Regions from separate parts of the Sus scrofa genome. Here region 2 is linked to region 1. The links are chromatin contacts, called in public Hi-C maps. All regions are on one chromosome and are shown on one strand. Each heading gives the region's core, a stretch centred on a gene start, on an enhancer-like site or on the middle of the called end of the contact. The rest is flanking DNA. Distances are from core to core; before and after follow the strand shown.

Region 1 (3,614 bases), core at 995-3,494:
GTTATCATCATCTTTTTTGGCTTAGTCATTCTATTAGGTATGCAGTGGCATTTCATGGGAGGTTTAATATAGATCTCCCTCATGTCTAATTATGCTGAGCATTTCATGTGCTTTTTTGTGTGCCTTATATTCTACGTATTTTTTCTCCCAGTTTTATTGAGATATAATTGACATAAAATGCTGTATAAGGTAAAGGTATATAGCATAATGATTTGACTTATATATATCATGAAATGATTACCACACTAAGTTTAGTGAACATCCATAACTCATATAGATATAAAAGGAAAAGAAGAATATCACTTTATATATTGTTTATTTTCTTTTCCCAGGACTGAAGAGGCATCTACCAAGGATCATGATTCTAATCAGGGGTTAATAAATATTTGATTAATAATTAATGAACAGAGTTCCTTCGTGGCTCAGTGTGGTTAATGAACCTGACTAGGATCCATGAGGTTTCAGATTCAATCCCTGGCCTTGCTCAGTGGGTTAAGGATCCAGCATTGTCGTGAGCTGTGGTGTAGGTCACAGATGCAGCTCAGATCTGGCATTCCTGTGGCTGTGGTGTAGGCCAGCAGCCGTAGCTCTGATTCAACCCCTGGCCTGGGAACCTCCATATTGCCTCAGATGCAGCCCTAAAAAGCAAAGTAAATTAATTAATTAGTTAATGAACAAATCATCAGGGTTCTCCTGTAAAAACGTATAAATAGGCATAGCCTTGAGATTTTTCAAACACAAAAATTGTAAATTGCATAAGATAATGTATACCTGATAGTAGAATCTATAATAAGATATTAAAACCTTCCCTTCCTTTAACTTCCTAAGAGAAAAATGTGTCATACTTCTCCTTTCTTATTTATTGGGATTTTTCTTGCTCAGCATCCTTGGCATTGCACTGAAAGTCTTACAAGATTAGAGGGAAAGAGTGACCCTCTTAGGCATAACATTGAGGCAGCAATGAGACATGAGTTAAATTAGTAAAATCAACACATGATAAATTAAATCTGCTGAGGATAGAGCCCCTAAGAGATATTATGTTACAAAGCCAAAAGCAGGCAGGCCTTGAGCATAACCTAATTAACAGTATAAACATATCTATAGATTAAATTTACCGTCACTGGTAGAATGGTCACATTAGAAAGAGATAAAAGGCAATGAAGGAGCCAGAATTCTCTATAATTTATTTAGTATGTATAGAAGAAAACAATGCTGAGCGAGGGACAGGGGACAGCCCAAGAATTCTAATCACCAAGTAGATTAGGGGTGTTGTCAACTGAAGGGCAGAATAGGTCAACAGCTCTGTCACCATGGCCTAAATAACGTAATTTCTCCTTTTACCTTTGTTCAAACCCATGATAACCAAATAGCCTGATGACTAATTTAGCTTCTCAGCAAGTCTATGCACTGGAGCAGACTCAAGTGTTCTGATCACAACAAAAGAAACAGTTCCCACTGTAAAAGAATAAATGGATCAAGAAGAGATGAGCTAATGGGATAGCAAGCATATTCTGACTTACAGTTGTGTTTCACATATTTAATTAATATGACAGATGTTTATTTCAGAAACTGCAGTTGTGCTAAAAAATATCACTCTTTTCATCTTTCTATGACTACTTAATTCCTATTTTAATCCCCATTTTTCTGAGTGGCAAATAACCAACTTAATCACTTCAAGATATTTTTCATTCAAATCATGGGTTCCTCTGTCGTGTGAGGTTTTCCCGGTGGAATCAAGGTCCCTTAAATTCCTTCCATCTCCATGAGCAGTATCTAAGATTTAGAGAGTGGATGGCTGGCAGGCCCATGATGTTTTATAACTCCAAAAACATAATCATGGCAGTAGTGATATTTATTTTTTGGTCAATCATTGTCCCTGCTAATGTTCACTGCTAATGTGAAAATGAGTGGGTTTTTTCTGTCAATACTTAGGAACAGAAGTCCCTCCTGTAAGGTCTTTTGAAGGTAGGGATTGCATAATCATCACCCCCCCAGATCAGCATATAAATTGCCCCCTGACCAAAAGGCTTCTTCAGGTCAAAGTCAGACAATTTATCCAACTGCTTCTGAGCAATTCTAAGGTCATGCGAAGAGTATGTACTGGTTTGGTCATTTATTGTGGTGGAACAAACCGCCCAAAACTAATGGCTTACAGTAATAATTGATTTATTATGTTCATGACATATGGTCAGATCTTCAAGGGCTGGGCTGGATGTTTTTTCTGCCTCCCCTAGGATCATTTAGTGCTGTGTGGCTGGTGGCTGGACTGGTTTGGAAGCCCAAGATGGTTTCACTTACATGCCTGTTGTCTTGGTGGAAAGACGTGGCAGGCTGAGCTTCCCTAGGCCCTGACCCTATCCAAAAAGTCTTAGGACTTCTCTAGATAGGTTTTCCAGCAAGATGGCCAGATTTCTTTCATGCAACTGGCTTTCCCCTAAAGGAACATTCTAAGAGATCCAAGTGAAAGTTGCAAAATGTCTTATTATCTGGCCCTGGAATGCACAGAAGCTCACTTCTGGTGCATCCTATTGGTCAACCAAGCCACTAGGTCAGCCCACAGTCAAGGAGAAGGGAATTAGTCTCTACTTCTTAACAGGAAGTAGCAAAAAATTTGTGGCCACTGTTTTTTTGGCTGTGCCTGAGGCATGTGAAAGTTCTCACAGAGACTGATCCTGTGACCTAAGCTGCTGCAGTGACACCACCAGATTCTTAAACTGCTGAGTCACAAAGGAATTCCTTGTGACCAGTTTTAAGTGGGTGGGGGAGGAAAATAGCAAGGTTTTTCCAAGCCACTCTGGGGGTCATAAAAATCAAACTCTCATCACCTGACACACCACATCATGTCATGCTATACCCTCACCCCTACTCAACTGGTGTCATGCCATCACAGCACGTGAGGAAATCCCACCTGTGTCCTCACGGCTCTTGGGATCCCAAGTTAATTTTGGACTTGTATCACCACCTCCTCAGGGCTCAGCTTTGGAGCAGGTTGCAGAGCAGAGAACTTCTTTTCAGGGAAGAACACCTAGATTTACTCCACTGCCATCTTCTCTAGCTCTTTTGTTCTACCAAAGGCAGGAGGATCTTCATCCAGTGACCAGGGCAAAGAGGGCTTGACTAAATGAATTTTCTTGCTTGCTTTATATTTATGCTAAGGCTTTCCAACCTCAAAGACTATTAATAAACTTTTTTTCTTCTATTGAAGCCTCCCTTCTCTGAGTCATAGAGACCAATATCTAGATCAAAGAGCCCAATAGAATTACAGGTAAAAGGCACTGCATGAGGAAAAAAAAATTACTTCAGTAATAGCTTCAAAATAATTTTTCTGTCACTTTTACAAATGGGACTTCTGGCTGTTACATTAGTCACCCATGAGTTTGTTTAATTCCTTCTCTCAGAGACTTGAGATGATTAAATCTGGGAGCAGTGATAAAAGTGAATTACTAGACCTGCAAAGTTGAGAACCCAACTCCTCATTTCACTGAATTCAAACGGACACTCTGGGGCTCTACTTCATAATAATAATAATTAAAGGCTACCTTTTATCTAATGTTGACACATAACACTGTCCTAAGTATTTTACATATATTACTTTAATTAAATACAGTTACAAT
Region 2 (4,083 bases), core at 1,547-4,046, 340 kb after region 1:
TAAGCACATGAACACAGCTAAAGAGGTGGGAGATGGAGAGAAGAGGATCCCAATGAGAAAGAAAAGTCACAGGTGAAGGATATGTGGAATCAAAAATAAGTCTGCTTTACAGAGTTGCCATTGTGGCACAGCAGAAACAAATCAGACTAGGAACCATGAGGTTGCAGGTTCAATCCCTGGCCACGCTCAGTCGGTTAAGGATCCGGCAGTGCCGTGAGCTGTGGTGTAGGTCGCAGAGGCAGCTCGGATCTGGCATTGCTATGGCTGTGGCATAGGCCGGTGGCAAGAGCTCTGATTAGACCCCTAGCCTGGGAACCTCCATATGCCGCTGGTGTGGCCCTAAAAAGACAAAAGATGAAAAATAAATAAATAAGTCCACTTTTTCATACATTTGCTCGGAACAAGACCACATACCTTACCTGACAGTGTCAGGATTTCATGTTGATAGTGGGTCAAGTGGAAGAGTACTAGATCAACAGAGAGAAGACAGGAGTTAAGGTTTTGCATTTGTAACTGGGTACCTCTCTGAACCTCAGTTTCCTCATCTGCATCTGTCTTCCCAATGGGATTTGAAAGGATTAAGTTAGAAAATATAAGAGAAATCACTGGACAAAGTGCCCTTGACATTAAAAGTATTATTTGTTTTGGTCTAACCAATAAGACAATGTAGGTAAAAAGTCACATGCTAGTGAAAATAAACATATGAAAGGAGACTGAAGATTGGCTCCAGCAATTTAGTTGGCATAAAGCCCACCAAAAATTCTTAAGTATTTTACCAATAACTTTGATGAAATGACGGAAAATTGTTGCTAGCTATTGTGGATCAAACCAACAGACTTAATAATATAAGCAGAGGCAAACAGCAGTTCAAGTTAAGGTAGACACTTTATGACAAGCCTAAGGATGAGGATAACATTTCTCAGAAAAAAAGCATTTCCTGATGCATTAGCATCAACTTTAAACCTATGCTGTTCGGCTTTCTTCTACTTGCTGATACAAAATGCTGTTCCACTTAGAAGAAGAGAAGGGAAGTTGATAGGAAAACAAACACAAGGCAGTAAGGGGCCAAGTATGGAGAATGGTTTAAAAAATCCAAAAGTTCTTCTGAAAGTTCCCACTATGGCTCTGTGGAAGTGAATCTGATGCAGGTTCAATCCCTGGCCTTGCTCAGTGGGTTAAGGATCTGGCGTTGCCATGAGCTGTGGTGTAGGTCGCAGATGCGGCTCAGATCCCTTGTTGCTGTGGCTGTGGTGTAGGCCAGCAACTGCAGCTCCAATTCAACCCCTTGCCTGGGAACCTCCATATGCTGTGGGCACAGCCCTAAAAAGACAAAAAAAAAAAAAAAAAAAAAAAAAATTTAAATACAATTCCCTTTCACAAAATTACTTAACCCAAAGATTATCATATCTACATGTTGGATTAGTTTGACCAAGATGGAGCATTTTATATGTACACACACACACACACTGTATATATATACACACACATATACATACATACATATATATATGTATATGTATATTTTAGCCAATACTTTGTTGTAGAGCCTGCACACTCCACCAGCCCCTTCACTCTCAGCAACTTACATCTTCCTGTCCCTGGAAGATGCTGGCACTGGTGGCCTCCAAAATGCAATCCCTTCCCTTTACTGAGGAACAAACCAAAGCCCAGAAATGTGATTTGCTCAAGGCCACTTCCCAACTCTTTACTGGTAGTGCTAGAACTTAAAATCTGAATATTTTCATTTCTAACCAATACTGGTGCTACAAATTCTAGTAGGAAGGACCTTTGGGTAATAATTTAGTTGGAAGGAAGATACTAAGCATCTTGCCTTGAGGTTGTATTTGCATAACAAACATAATATTTGCTTAATCATGTTTGTTTTGGGTGTGGGAAATTAAAGCCTCCCCAGGCTACTCTGTGCCATCACTGCTGTTGCCAACACACTGATCATCTCAGTACCCTCAAAGATGTTTCTGGGCCATACTCGTTTGGCTGCTTATAGCATGTTGACATCAACAACTCAGAGACATTATTCTAAAACATATGTTTTTATCCCAGATTTCCATCTCTGCATTTATTAAAAAGTGCTTGCTTTAGAGATCAGAAGATTAGCTTAGTCTGAGTAATGAGAGTAAAATAAGATTTATTTTAAGAAAAGAGAACAGACACAGTTATCCCAACACTTGCAGAAGGCAACTAAGGCAAGTGGCTGACTTGTACAATATTATCTTACCTCTGTGGGTTGTTTTTTTTTTTTTAACTCAGCCTCAATTTGGCAGGCAATTTTTTTTTTCACTTTAAAGTCTAATGATCTGCTGCTGCATTTAGATAACTACTCATTTTTATCATTTACAGCCCACTTTTGGAGAGTATTTAGCAAAGCAATAGGGCCTTCTGAAGCTTTGGGGGGAAAAAATAGTAACAGAAGAAACAAAATATTACCCACAGCTACTTTCATTGCAATATAGATGTTTGACTTTTAAGTTTCTTCTTTCCACAATCAATGGCTTCCATTTACATGACATATACTTGACTTTTAAATAAAATCCTTAGCTTTTTCTTTTGGTACAGTAATTACCAACACAAGGCTGACCCCTACTGGGAATATCTGTCCTTGTTGTATGGATCATGACGGGAAAAGGCAAATAACCTAAACCAGACACCTCCTAGAGCCTTAACAGATTATTGAATTCAATTCTCTGTGAATTGAATTCAATTCCTTTTTTTGGGGGGGGGGGTTTTTTAGGGCTACACCTGCAGCATATGGAATTTCCCTGGCTAGGGGTCGAATTGGAGTTGCAGCTGCCGGCCTATACCACAACCACTGCAACATGGGATCTGAGCTGCATCTGTGGCCTAGTTCACAGCAACCTGAATCCTTAACCCACTAAATTGAACCTTCATCCTCATGGATACTAGTCAGTCTCTTTACCGCTAAGTCACAACAGAAACTTCCTGAATTCAATTATTACTCTGTGAAGGTAAGAGTAAGGACTTTTTGAAATCAAAAACTTAATCATTTTTAAGCAGTTATTGTATCTATACTTGTCATTTTAATAAGTAGAAAGTTTTAAGAAATTTACAAATGATGTCAGTATATGTTTTAAATATTATTGCTTTGGATAATTATTGAGTTAAAACACTAAAGTAGTCTTACCCAATCAGATCTGACCATTTGGAAAAGTCTTAAATCTATTCTAAGTATCATAAAGCTTTTTAAAAAATTGGAGTATTTTAGGCCAAACTTGCATAGGGACAAAACCCAGGTTTAATAAATTATACAAAATCAGTAAACAGGACTGATTTCATTTTTTATTTTCTTCTGTGCCTCACATTACAGTCCCTTTTAAGATCTCATGTGGAGAAGCTTTCAGCCACCTCATTCTAATCTTCAAAACAGCTTTCCCATTGATTTGTTGTTGTTTTTTAATAACTGAATCTAAAACACACCTGATTCTAAAACATAGATACATAAATAATGATATCAGTAACTGAGATAAACTGGACTCGTGGGCTCTCAGAAAGTCAAGATTGCATTTTATCCCAGCATAACTATTTTTAGCAGTGAATTGTTTTGCTATGGTGGTAAGTTATCACTGAAATGTTTGTTGCCAAGATCCTTCAAAAGGTCACCAGTTCTTAGTGGAAACAGTGAGCAAAAGGCATCTTTATTCCCATGTTGGATTAGCCTTACAACTAATCAAAGTACTTCAGTTTTAAAAATCAATTACAGTTTTCTTACTTCTTATGAAAATAAAATCATCTTTAGTCCTCTGTTTTTTAAAAAAATATACCTTTGTTTTACTAGACTGCCCAAGAAGACTACCAAGTAATTACTATTAGAGAGATGCTGGGAGCAATATGTAAAATTTGTGGGAGCTGTTACATTCTCTAGCAAGGCTCTGAATACTCTAAGTGTTCTCAGTTTGGCAAAGGAGCACCAAGTGGTATTATAGAGTAGACCTACCCAAACATATATATTATTTTATCTTGAAATAGGCACAATTTATGGAAAATATAATATACTCTAAATCCTCAAAGCGAACAATTCACAAGACAATTCTCCAAGATCGAATTGAC

Evidence for each region. A called contact is a pair of places that touch in the nucleus more often than the background predicts.
Region 2: a contact with region 1 is called in a Hi-C map of heart right ventricle, with 2.9 times the contacts expected there. The contact joins two enhancer-like sites. A contact is called at or near these places in 2 of 47 Hi-C or Micro-C datasets (embryonic fibroblasts and heart right ventricle).

What each region holds. Positions count from the first base shown.
Region 1 is chr16:39,111,012-39,114,625 of Sscrofa11.1, forward strand. All of the region lies in intron 3 of PDE4D (cAMP-specific 3',5'-cyclic phosphodiesterase 4D), which reads right to left. Among named protein-coding and RNA genes, the nearest start is that of MIR9800, 140 kb to the right of the region's middle. Within about 2 kb of position 2,245, at least 18 of the 83 cell types and tissues checked have an H3K27ac peak or open chromatin away from gene starts, as enhancers often do.
Region 2 is chr16:39,453,980-39,458,062 of Sscrofa11.1, forward strand. No RefSeq gene overlaps it. Among named protein-coding and RNA genes, the nearest start is that of PDE4D, 49 kb to the left of the region's middle. Within about 2 kb of position 2,797, at least 2 of the 83 cell types and tissues checked have an H3K27ac peak or open chromatin away from gene starts, as enhancers often do.